Linked DNA regions of Hordeum vulgare: region 2 is linked to region 1. Evidence: chromatin contacts called from public Hi-C data. All regions are on one chromosome and are shown on one strand. Each heading gives the region's core, a stretch centred on a gene start, on an enhancer-like site or on the middle of the called end of the contact. The rest is flanking DNA. Distances are from core to core; before and after follow the strand shown. Region 1 has its middle 35 kb from the start of LOC123411386. Region 2 holds the start of LOC123411386 (probable inactive nicotinamidase At3g16190).

What was found. A called contact is a pair of places that touch in the nucleus more often than the background predicts.
Region 2: a Hi-C map of seedling shows a contact between it and region 1, with 2.4 times the contacts expected there. The contact joins the promoter of LOC123411386 here to the enhancer-like site in region 1. A contact is called at or near these places in 2 of 6 Hi-C or Micro-C datasets (leaf and seedling).

What each region holds. Positions count from the first base shown.
Region 1 is chr7H:45,701,171-45,706,277 of MorexV3_pseudomolecules_assembly, forward strand. No RefSeq gene overlaps it. Among protein-coding and RNA genes, the nearest start is that of LOC123411386, 35 kb to the right of the region's middle. Within about 2 kb of position 1,656, at least 3 of the 3 cell types and tissues checked have open chromatin away from gene starts, as enhancers often do. A contact at or near this core is called in leaf and seedling, where this site is marked.
Region 2 is chr7H:45,736,110-45,741,461 of MorexV3_pseudomolecules_assembly, forward strand. LOC123411386 (probable inactive nicotinamidase At3g16190) reads left to right here and starts at 2,300. Exons shown (of 5, transcript XM_045104323.1): 1 at 2,300-2,625; 2 at 2,794-2,913; 3 at 3,973-4,204; 4 at 4,603-4,719. The coding sequence starts at 2,416.

The DNA of each region.
Region 1 (5,107 bases), core at 406-2,905:
TGTAAGCCCAAACAATTTTGTAAACATATTTAAATCAAGAAAAAAATTCTAAATCGAGAACAATTTAAAAAAAAAATCGAATTTGAAGAACAGTTTGCGAAAATCCAGAACATTTTTTGAAAACTTCAAACATTTTTCGAAAATCTAGAACTTCTTTAGAAAAATCCAGATCATTTATCTAAGAAAAGCAAAAAAATCAAGTTTGAAGAACAATTTTGAAAATCCGGAACATTTGTTGGATTTACGAATGAAGTTTGAAAAGCAGTAAATTTTGAAATTTCAAACATTTTCTAAAAGCAAGAACTTTTTTTGAAATTTAGGAACATGTTTCGTATTTGAAGAACATTTTTTTGAAAATTCAGATCATGTTTTGAAACAGAAACAGAAAGTAAAAAAGAAAAAAAAAACGTTCGAGGAACCTTCTAGTATTCCAAAACCGAAAAAATACCGACTGAAAACCTTTAAAAGGTTTCCAAAATCGGGATCACTGAAACGCCAAATGGGCCAGCCCAATAGAATCATTCGCCTCCCAATCCTGTGCATTTGCCCGACTATTCGCCGCAAAGAGTAGCAAATAGGGGATTCCGGTTTGATCTTCTGCACATATGTGGGCACACATCGCCATTAGGCTGAAAGGGCTTTCGTGAATCATTTGTATTTAAACAGCCATGTATAATTTTTCGATGTTAATTTATTTTTTAATCCGTCCAAAAATCCTGATTTTTTATCACTTCTGCATATGGTAGTTTTAGTATTTATGTGATGGCGTTTTTATTTTTAAAAGGATAGCAAATTTTGTTTATTCAGAGGATGCTATTGTTGTTATTGAGAGGATGACATTTGTATTATTAAGGCCATGGTTGTTTTATTAAAAAGCGCATGAATTTTGTATTAACAATAGAATGTCATTTTTATTAATAACTAGAAGATGCCCCATGTGTTGCCGAGAAAACCATGTTAAAACAAATGGTTCAATAAGTGGTCAAAATAAACAAAATTAATGAAAGATAATAAAACATACAAAATATGTGACAAAATAATGCAGACAAAGAGAAACATTTTAGACTCAGCATAATGTGACACCATCTTTTAACAAATATCTGAAGCATAACTATATATTCTTGCTTCCAGGGCCGAGCCGGTAAAATCCGGGGCCCTGTGCGGAACAAAAAAATGTGGCCTTATCACACAAAAACATGAACTAACGAGCAATTATAATGTATATATGTCTCACAAAAAAATTATAATGTATTTAATATAATATAGATGGGGATCGATCCGACGAGAAGACGAGTCTCGACGGTGGTCTGAATCCGATCGCGGGATCGATGATGAACAGATGAAGTGATCAGTTATGATGCGAACAACGAAGGTGACGAGCCGATGAGATATTATTTTCTTACCGATATAGATGGGGAGCGCTACTCGTACATGCGCACACGAGCACCAGATCGATCCCGTTTCAGTGAGCACCAGATCAAAGACGTTTCTATGAGCACGCGAGCACCAGATCGAAGACGTTTCGGTGAGGCCGCGAGCCACGAGCACAGCCTACCGCGATCCTGGTTTCCTACAGGCCACAGGCCCAGGTCGCTCAAGGGCTCGAGGCAACTGCCAACTAGCCTAGAGGCCCACTGGCCCAGACGCCCAGCCAGGCTCGTGGTGACCACGCGGTGGCCAGATCGATCGAGCACGACGAGGCACGACGCCCAGTCGCCCACGAGTCCACGACGTCCACTCGTCCAGTCGGTTTTTTTCTAATACAACTATATACCTATATTATATATATATTTTGGGGCCTCTCAAAATCGTGGACCCTGTGCGGGCTACACATGTGGCACCACTGTGGGCCCGGGCCTGCTTGCTTCAAGGGTCCAACATATATAATCTTTACCTAATAATAAAGAGGCTATCGCTTCCGTCGGAAAACCCACCGAGGTGATTTTACAAAAAAGCCCTTACTGTTTATGACATTAAACTCGTAGTATATATTAAATATTTTTTTAAATACTTATATCTTTTAAACCGTAACTCCAAATTTAACATATTATACATGGAATTTGATTAGAAAAATATGTAGAATTTAAATATGATATTATTTTATCTGTTAAACGTTTAATAAAAATACTATCTAGGGTACAATCTTAATAAATAAGTCATTATTCGTCTTATTTTCATACCGGTACTCATCCGGGTTGGGAATGAACACGTCAACAAAATCAGGATTAGAGATGAAACTAAAGGTCACTTGATTGATTCTTTGTACGTATTAAATCTACATGCAAGCCGTGTTAAAATACAAGACCTGTGAAATTTTAAACTGCATTTTTGTAGGATAAGACCATCTTTATTTGTATCGTAACTATAAATTCTCAAATTATAGACATTTTTTATAAATTAAGAGTGTGTGTCGTGTGGTATTTCTTTCTCCCGTTGCAACGCATGGGCCCTTTTGCTATAATAATAAAACGGCTATTGCTTCTGTCGGAAAACCTACCACGGCATTTACAAAAAAGCCCCCGACGTTTCCTAAAATCAACCCGCAGTCCGGATTTAAGTCAAAGAACGAATCGTTTTTTACATTTTACACAAACCACCCTATATTTAATCCAAACTAACCTGCAGTCCAGGGGCCTCTTTCTTCAATCTCCACCAACTCCCCTTGCCGAACCCCAGCTCGCCAAGCCAACCAGCAGCCATGCAGGCGGCGGTCACCTGCTCCGTCAAGTGCCGCCCCCACCACCGCCTCTCGACGCCGCAGCTCCTCGCCGCGCTCGAGCTCCTTCCCCGCGGCGCCCCGGCCTTCGCCGACGAGCTGCAGGCGACCCGGTGCCGGACCCCGCCCTCCCTCTCCTTCGCGCGCGCCTCCGACCAAGGGGGAGCCCTCCCGTGCCCCTGCCGAAGGCCGCCGTCCGCGAGACGGGCCCGCGCCGCCGTGGCGGGGCGCGAGGAAGCCGGCCCCGCCGCTCCCATGGCCGGGGCCGTCGTGCTCGCCGGCGCGCAGTCGCGACACGCCATCTTCCGCGAGGAGCTCGTGAGGAGAGCCTACTACACGGCCGATGAGGCCCACCGCGGGCACTCGAGCCAGCCCGCGGCTACAGGTTCTGGTCTCCTCTGAAGTTCAGCTAGCACTGAATTGGAGAACAACACACAACTACTTGAGGATGTCGATAAGAGTGGCTACTGAAGCAGCCCCCGCCGGCGCCACTAGGCTGCTTGCTGCTCGCGCCGTCTCTCCGCGCGCCATAGCTGCACAGCCCGCCGTCCTGCTCGTGACGCTGAGAATATCCGCGGCATGCGACGTCTAGACTCTAGACGATCTGCGACACTCTGCGTCAAGGAGATCGGTGAAGCAGTCTGCATTGACGAGATCACCCGGTATTCTAGGTGGCCGGTACGCTGTCCTCCGCTTCAAAGTGTCAACTGAAATTTGGATAGTACGTGTATATGCATCAGGGCTGGTTTGGTCTTTTCCAATGCTTATAAATGTTAAAGGAAAATGAAAATCAAAAGTAGGAGGAAAGTGGAATGATAATCAAGGAGCCAACGAGCTAAGTGGCAAATGTGCGAAGCCAATCTTGAAAATGACAATTTTAAGAACCCATATATTGAAAGTGGCAAATTTTCAATTTTCTCCTCGGTAATTGGTGCAGATTGCGGTTTTGATATTTTCTCGGGAAAGCTAGCTACTATTGTTTGCTATTTTGTTAGTCCAACAACGATTCCACAAAAAAGGAAATCCGAGTAAACTTCCATCAGTTAATGAGTCTTAGTTTTGCTCCGTTACAGTTCTGTTTTACTTTTATGGTTACAACTGAACTAGAGGATTTGATTCACACTTTAGTTAATGCAGATGAGATGACAAGGTTGACTGCATGAGTTTTTCTCATTACAGTGATGTGGTTCTTTGTTAAAGGATTCAATGCATCTCGATAAATTCTAAGCTATACTGTATTTTTGATGTTCCTAGATACCCAAGCAAGGGAGACAAAGATAATGGATGGAGTAAGAAGAAGAAAAGTGAGTTAAACATGAACAAAAATCCGTAATGCTATCTGACATGCACAAGGATCCTAAGGGTACATATTTGATATGTTCGATAATACTGCACCATTAGAATATCTATGCCTTCGAGTCCGATTCTCAGTCCTTGCATTCTCCCGTTGCAACGCACGGGCTCTTTTGCTAGTGTTTATAAATACACAAAAATCTAAATTCTGACTAACATTCATGAGTTGATTCTGTGGGAAAAAAATACACACGTGACTTAATAAAGTGAGATGGTTTGCATGGATAGATTCATGCAAGAAGTGTAACTTCTGAGTACATGCTTGAATTCTAAGGTCACTCGATTTCGACCTGGTGACTACTAATAATTAAGGTGATTCGGAAGCATGCATGTTGAGAGGAATCTAGAAGTGGGGGCTAGCTATTTAGTTATTGTAGATATGATGGCATTTTATTATTGAGCGGATGATATTTTTTCATGACAAGTCTGACCGATGTGCTGTCAAAACCAAGTTTGTGCATCATTGCTTCGAGAAATGACCATTCAACCCGGTCGTAGGCTTTACTCATATCAACTTTAACAGCAGCAAACTCCCCCTTTCCAGTCCTTTTGTTCAACAAGAAATGTGAGATTTGATAGGCCATAAGGGTATTGTCTGTGATCAACCTTTCCGGCATGAAACCACTTTAATTCTCACAGATTATTTCTGGAAGAACGAGCTTGAGACGGTTGGCCGGAACCTTGAAGACTATTTTATATAGAACGTTACACAAGCTGATGGGTGTTAGATCCTTGATCCTCGACGGATTTTGACTTTTGGTATGAGTACCACATTTGTATCATTCCACGCCTCTCGCATCTCGCCGCGCCCTTCAAGACATGCATCACTCCGTCCACAATGTTCCTTACCATAAGCTGCCAGTACTTCTTGTACACCAACGCTGGCATACTATCCGGTCCAGACGCCTTTGGGTCTCCGATGTGATCGAGCGCTGCCTTGATCTCCATCTCAGTGAATTCAGCCAATAAGCACTCATTCATAGCCCCAGCGACCTTCACAGGGACCGTACGAAGGAGCTCCTCATAGTGTATGTTCCC
Region 2 (5,352 bases), core at 1,050-3,549, 36 kb after region 1:
TGGAGACGTATCAGCATCCCCAAGCTTAATTCCTATTCGTCCTCGAGTAAGTAAATGATAAAAGTAGTAATTTATGAAGTGCGAATGCTAGCATAGTATATAATTTTGATCAATAATAGTTTCAGTCACTTTTCTAGCATCCTAACCAGCAACTTTTCTCATTAAACTTCTCATGATAGAGTAGCAATCAATACACACGTCATGGTTCAAACAATGCATTCCCTTAAAACTTAACAATTTATATTCTCAGTCGTCAAACAATTTCAACGCAAAGACTAAGTAAGAGCTCCACATACTCATGGTGGACGACAAAGGTCTTTGCCGTCCGTGGAGTGGACCTTTGTCGTCCGCTATGGCAGACGCCAAAGAAGTAGATTTCTGTAGTGAGTATTTGTAGTCGTCGCAAGGTGGTCCACAAACATGATTGTAATTTCCGTTACTTTTGATGTTCTATGAGGCCTGCTATGCGTCCGTCGGTGGATCTTTTTAAAGATCTGCCACCTCATATATGCCGTCCGATTGAGTTGTCCGTTACTCTTTTCTATTTTTCTGCCACAAGCGCCTTGTTGCAAAGCTCATTCCTACAAGAAGATCTCAGTTGCAAAATTTGTTCTCATTTTTTCTGCAACAAAACTCTTGTTGCAAACATAATTCCTGCAACAAGATCTCGTTCGTTCCTCTTTTCTATTTTTCTACCACAAGCGCCTTGTTGCAAAGCTCGTTCCTGCAACAAGATCCCAGTTGGAAAACTTATTCTCTTTTTTTTGTGCAACAAGACTCTTGTTGCAAACATAATCCCTGCAACAAGATCTCAGTTGCAAAATTTGCAATATGTCCAACCTCTTCGTTGTATTCTTGCAAAAAGAACATTGTTGCAAAATTGACAACAACATCTCTGACCTCTTCTTCGTATTCATGCAACAAACCCCTTGTTGCAATTTTATTCAACAAAGCACATAACTTCACCGCGTCCCAGGTGCCATTGCAACAACGTCGTTGTTGCAGGAACTGTTGTTTTGCGCGGTACCAGCTTTTGCAGCTGACCTTGAGAAAGCGACAACCATGCCTGTCCACACCGGTGCTCCTCCAGGACGGTGACGACGGTGCTCCGACAGCGACATGCTTCGCAGAGGAAAGTGAGAAAGGAGAAGGGAGGAGAAGAGGAGGGGTGAGTGACGTAGCAACGACATATGGTTTAATGCACTGGAGGAGGTAGGAGAACAAGTTGGGGAAGAAGATGTAGATGTGGTATGTTCATTGGAGATAAGAAAAAAATGAAAGCAGTGGTGCACGCTCACGTGGGCACGTGACGTACAAAAAAAGACGGTGGACATTTAGCGCAGGATTTGTTAGTTGATCAGAAATTTTTTCCCATCTTCTATGTACTAAAACGTTTTAAATTTACCGGATGATAACGAAGAATCATAAGCCGCTCGCGCTGCTTGACACGTGCCCTCTGGGACCATCCACCACTTCCCCAAGATGACCTTATCTCTTCGCCCATTTTCTCCTCCACACGCTAATCCCTCCTTCCCATCTTTTCCTTCGTCCCCATTCTCCGCTGTCTGCTATGAGCCTGCGACCACCGCACCACCGCGCACCGCTGCTGCGATTTCTGGAGAAAAACAGCGACCACGGCCTCCTGCACATGTCGCAACAGCTGCTATTTTCTTTTGCGGCCGCACTGGAGCTCGGCCGGGGCTGCAATGGAGCTCGGCTGGAGTTGCCATGGAGCTTCGTCGGAGCCGTCGACACTGCATTGAAGCTCGGTCGGGGATGCAATGGAGCTCGGCCGGAGTTGTCATGGAGCTTCGTCGGAGCCGTCGACGTTGCGTTGGAGCTCCGTCAGGGCTTCAATGAAACTCGACCGGAGTTGCGATGGAGCTTCATCGAACCCGTCAGCGCTGCGTTGGAGCTTCGCCGAGGCTGCAATGAAGCTTGGCCAGAGCGTCGGTGTTGCGTTGAAGCTCCACCGGCGCTGCAAGGGAGCGTCGCCGGTGCCACGAAGCTGCAACCATGGGGAGCGTCTCATCGTGCGGCTGGTAGCATCTTATTGTACGGCTACCAAGGAAAATCAATCGGTTGATCCGTAGCACGCGCCATGAATAAATTGAAAAATTCTCTCTCTAAAAAAGGGAATGGCCAAAGCCAATATTCCTTGCCAAGCAAAGCATCTCCCACAATCCAAACAGATGCGTCTGGTGGTACTGTCAGCGTCCAACTCCAACCTCCGTTCAACCTCCCCCGGTGCGCCCACACCCACTCTCCGACCAAACCCTCTCCCTCTCTCCCATCCCACGCGTCGTCCGAATTCCTCTCCACAAAAATCATTCAAACAGTGCTTCCCCATGGATTAATAAAAAAGAAGGAAGAAGATTCTTACCGCGGTTTTTTCTTCTTTCGCGGGCGCGATTTATGCCCTCGCATCTGGCGTTGCTGTCGTGCCTGCTGGTGCTGGTCCTCTCCCTCGACAAGTTCCTCCTCCACTACCTCAAGAGGCGCTGGCTCTCCGGCGGCGGCGGCAGCATAATCCCCCGGATCCCGACCAGCCCCTTCAGGCCGCACCGACCCATGGCGGCCGCCGGCAAGTGGAGCGAGACGGCCATGCTCGTCATCGACATGCAGGTGCGTGCGGGCCCTCCGTTCCTCTCTCGATCCGGGCCGTTCCCCTTCCCCCCCCCCCCCCCCCCCCCCTTCATTTCATTTCCTTTGTTGTGAGGAAAGAATCCAGCTTTTGTTCGGGATTCCTTGTTCGGTGGGTCGCCTGACCTGCCTGCTTGTGGGTTGTCGCAGAAGGATTTCGTGGACCCGGCGATGGGCAGCCCGGTGCTGGTCGCCGGCGGCGAGGCCGTCGTCCCCGCCGTCGCTGAGGCCGTCGCCGTGGCGCGGGAGCGCGGCATCTTCGTCGTCTGGGTAATTACCGCTCCTCTTTTCTAGTGCCGCTTTGCCTATTCTCTGATTTCTTTCTATGCAATACGGGCCTCTAATTTCTTGGGAGCGATCCATTCTAATACGTGTTCTGTGTAATCTCTTACCGGCGTGGCGCTACGGTTCCTGTTTTGCTGGTTAAGTTCGATTAGCCTTGCAATCCCCCTTGTGTTCTAATAATGTAGAAGTCCTACTATTTTCCTTGTCAAGTTCAACAACTGTCTGCTGCAGGATGAGACCTTCGCTCTTCCCAGAATCCACTCACTTGTTTTTTTATTTTTGATGAATGTCCTGCTTTGCACAAGTTACTAGCCGTATTTCTTCTTCAACGTTTTTTAATCATAAAAGTGATTGTTCTTGTTTAATCATTAAATTGCTGACAGATGGTGAGGTATTTGGCTTTGGCCTCTACCCTGATTCGGTTACAAGTTCGAACAATTCCCTTTCTGTTTTACTGTTTCATGTAGGGCACCAAATGACATGATAACATTCCACATTTCGCCATGTATCACGAACGTGACACAATAGTCGTATTATTCTCTCTAATCAAAGTTTCCAATCAGGGCATTTGAGGGTCGCTGAATTAAGTGGTTTGTTGACTTGTTGGTATGCCTTATTTGTTTCTTTCTAGATAAAGTAGAAAGTTGAGTGTTGTCAGATGTTTGTAATGGTTTGGTGTTATTTTAAAATCTGATGCAAAATGAATACTCCAGCTAGCATGGTCTCAATTCTGGTATTATGCAGCGCACACATTGTCAATTTTGGAATAACCTCTTTTGCTTCATTGTGGTGTGTGTGCAAGGTATTCATCAGTTTCCTATTGGTTGTACTGAAGCACATTCCGTTCTAAATTCTGCTAAACATGCTTTGTGATACTAATTTGATCATGAATATTGCAATCTGCAAGCTTAGCCTCTGTTTGTGTAATCACACTTTCCCCTATTTTCTTCACCAACTAGCGTGGTTTCTAGTAATTTGGATGTCTAGGCACTGTCACCATTCTTAGAGTCTGGGTATTGATTGACAATGAACTTTACTATGTAGGTTGTCAGAGAGCATGACCCTTCTGGAAGAGATGTTGAACTTTTTCGCAGACACTTGTACTCTGGAGGAAAGGGTCCAACAGTGAAAGGTTTGAAAGGTGCAGAGCTGGCTGATGGGCTTTTTATCAAAGAAGGCGACTACAAGTTAGTGAAGACAAGATTTAGTGCTTTCTTTGCGACACACCTTGATTCCGTTCTTAAGACACAAGGAATAAAGAACTTGGTAATTGTTGGTAAGCACTGATACACACTCACTTAGTAAAAGTTTTTTTTTGTTACAATGGTAATTGGTTGCTTTAAGGTCGGTTTCTTTTCTTTAACTGTATCATTACTTTCTTCTGATTCCTGTTGCAGTTTATACCCTGTCTCATGTTTTCAAAATGCATATGGTGGCAATAACTCTGCCCTTACAAGCGTGAATCCCATAAAGGGAAATTTTGTATAATGCAGCAATATTTTTAAAATTTGTGAGGAACAAAGATCGCTTCCATTGTTTATGATGTAGAGTTCAGCACAACATGTAGGAAAAACCTTGTTTAGAACAAATATCGCTTCCTTTGTTTTCGCTTGATTGTCCAACATCACATCGGCAGCCACATTTACTGTTGTATATATATGTGATGATTTTCAGGTGTCCAAACTCCAAATTGCATCCGGCAGACTGTCTACGATGCTGTGGAATTGGACTATGAGAAAGTTATGGTCCTTATTGATGCAACAGCTGCTGCTAGGCCAGATATCCATTTGGGTGAGCACTCTTCTTTCGCGCTAGCCCTTCTATTTTACTCTCCACGTCAAATACGTATGAAGCTGGCTCTGGGTGATTCCTTATGCATATGTTTAAACTAATGTTGACATGATAATTGATATTAAACAGGAAAAGCTTGAAAGTTAATTTCCGTGTTAATAAAATTCACCTTTTATGACCCTTTGTTTCCTCTCATGGGCATGCACTAAGAGGTACACTCAGTTGAAGGTATAATCTGTATCGCAGCTTTGTGAAATTGGTTTTCCTACTGCATAGGTACGCTTTGTTTAAGTGGCATAATTTAACTACTTTATTACCAGAACACGCTCAAAGTGTGGGTCTGCATCAGTACACAATTTACTAAATGTAAATCTTGAGTTGTTTCTACAAACGTAAGCTGAATATTTTGTTTACGCATAAAAACATTAGAAATTTGAAAAATATGGAATTTTACTCATGCCGCATCCAAATTCATGACTCTTGTCTTGATGACATCATGCATGTATACATTATGTGGCACACACAGTTTAGAAAGTGCATGATATAAGTTTGAACTTTGAGGGGACATTTTGGTCACCAACAGAAGGTATGCTTTGTTTAAAATAATACACGGGGAGCAAAATTCTTTCATGA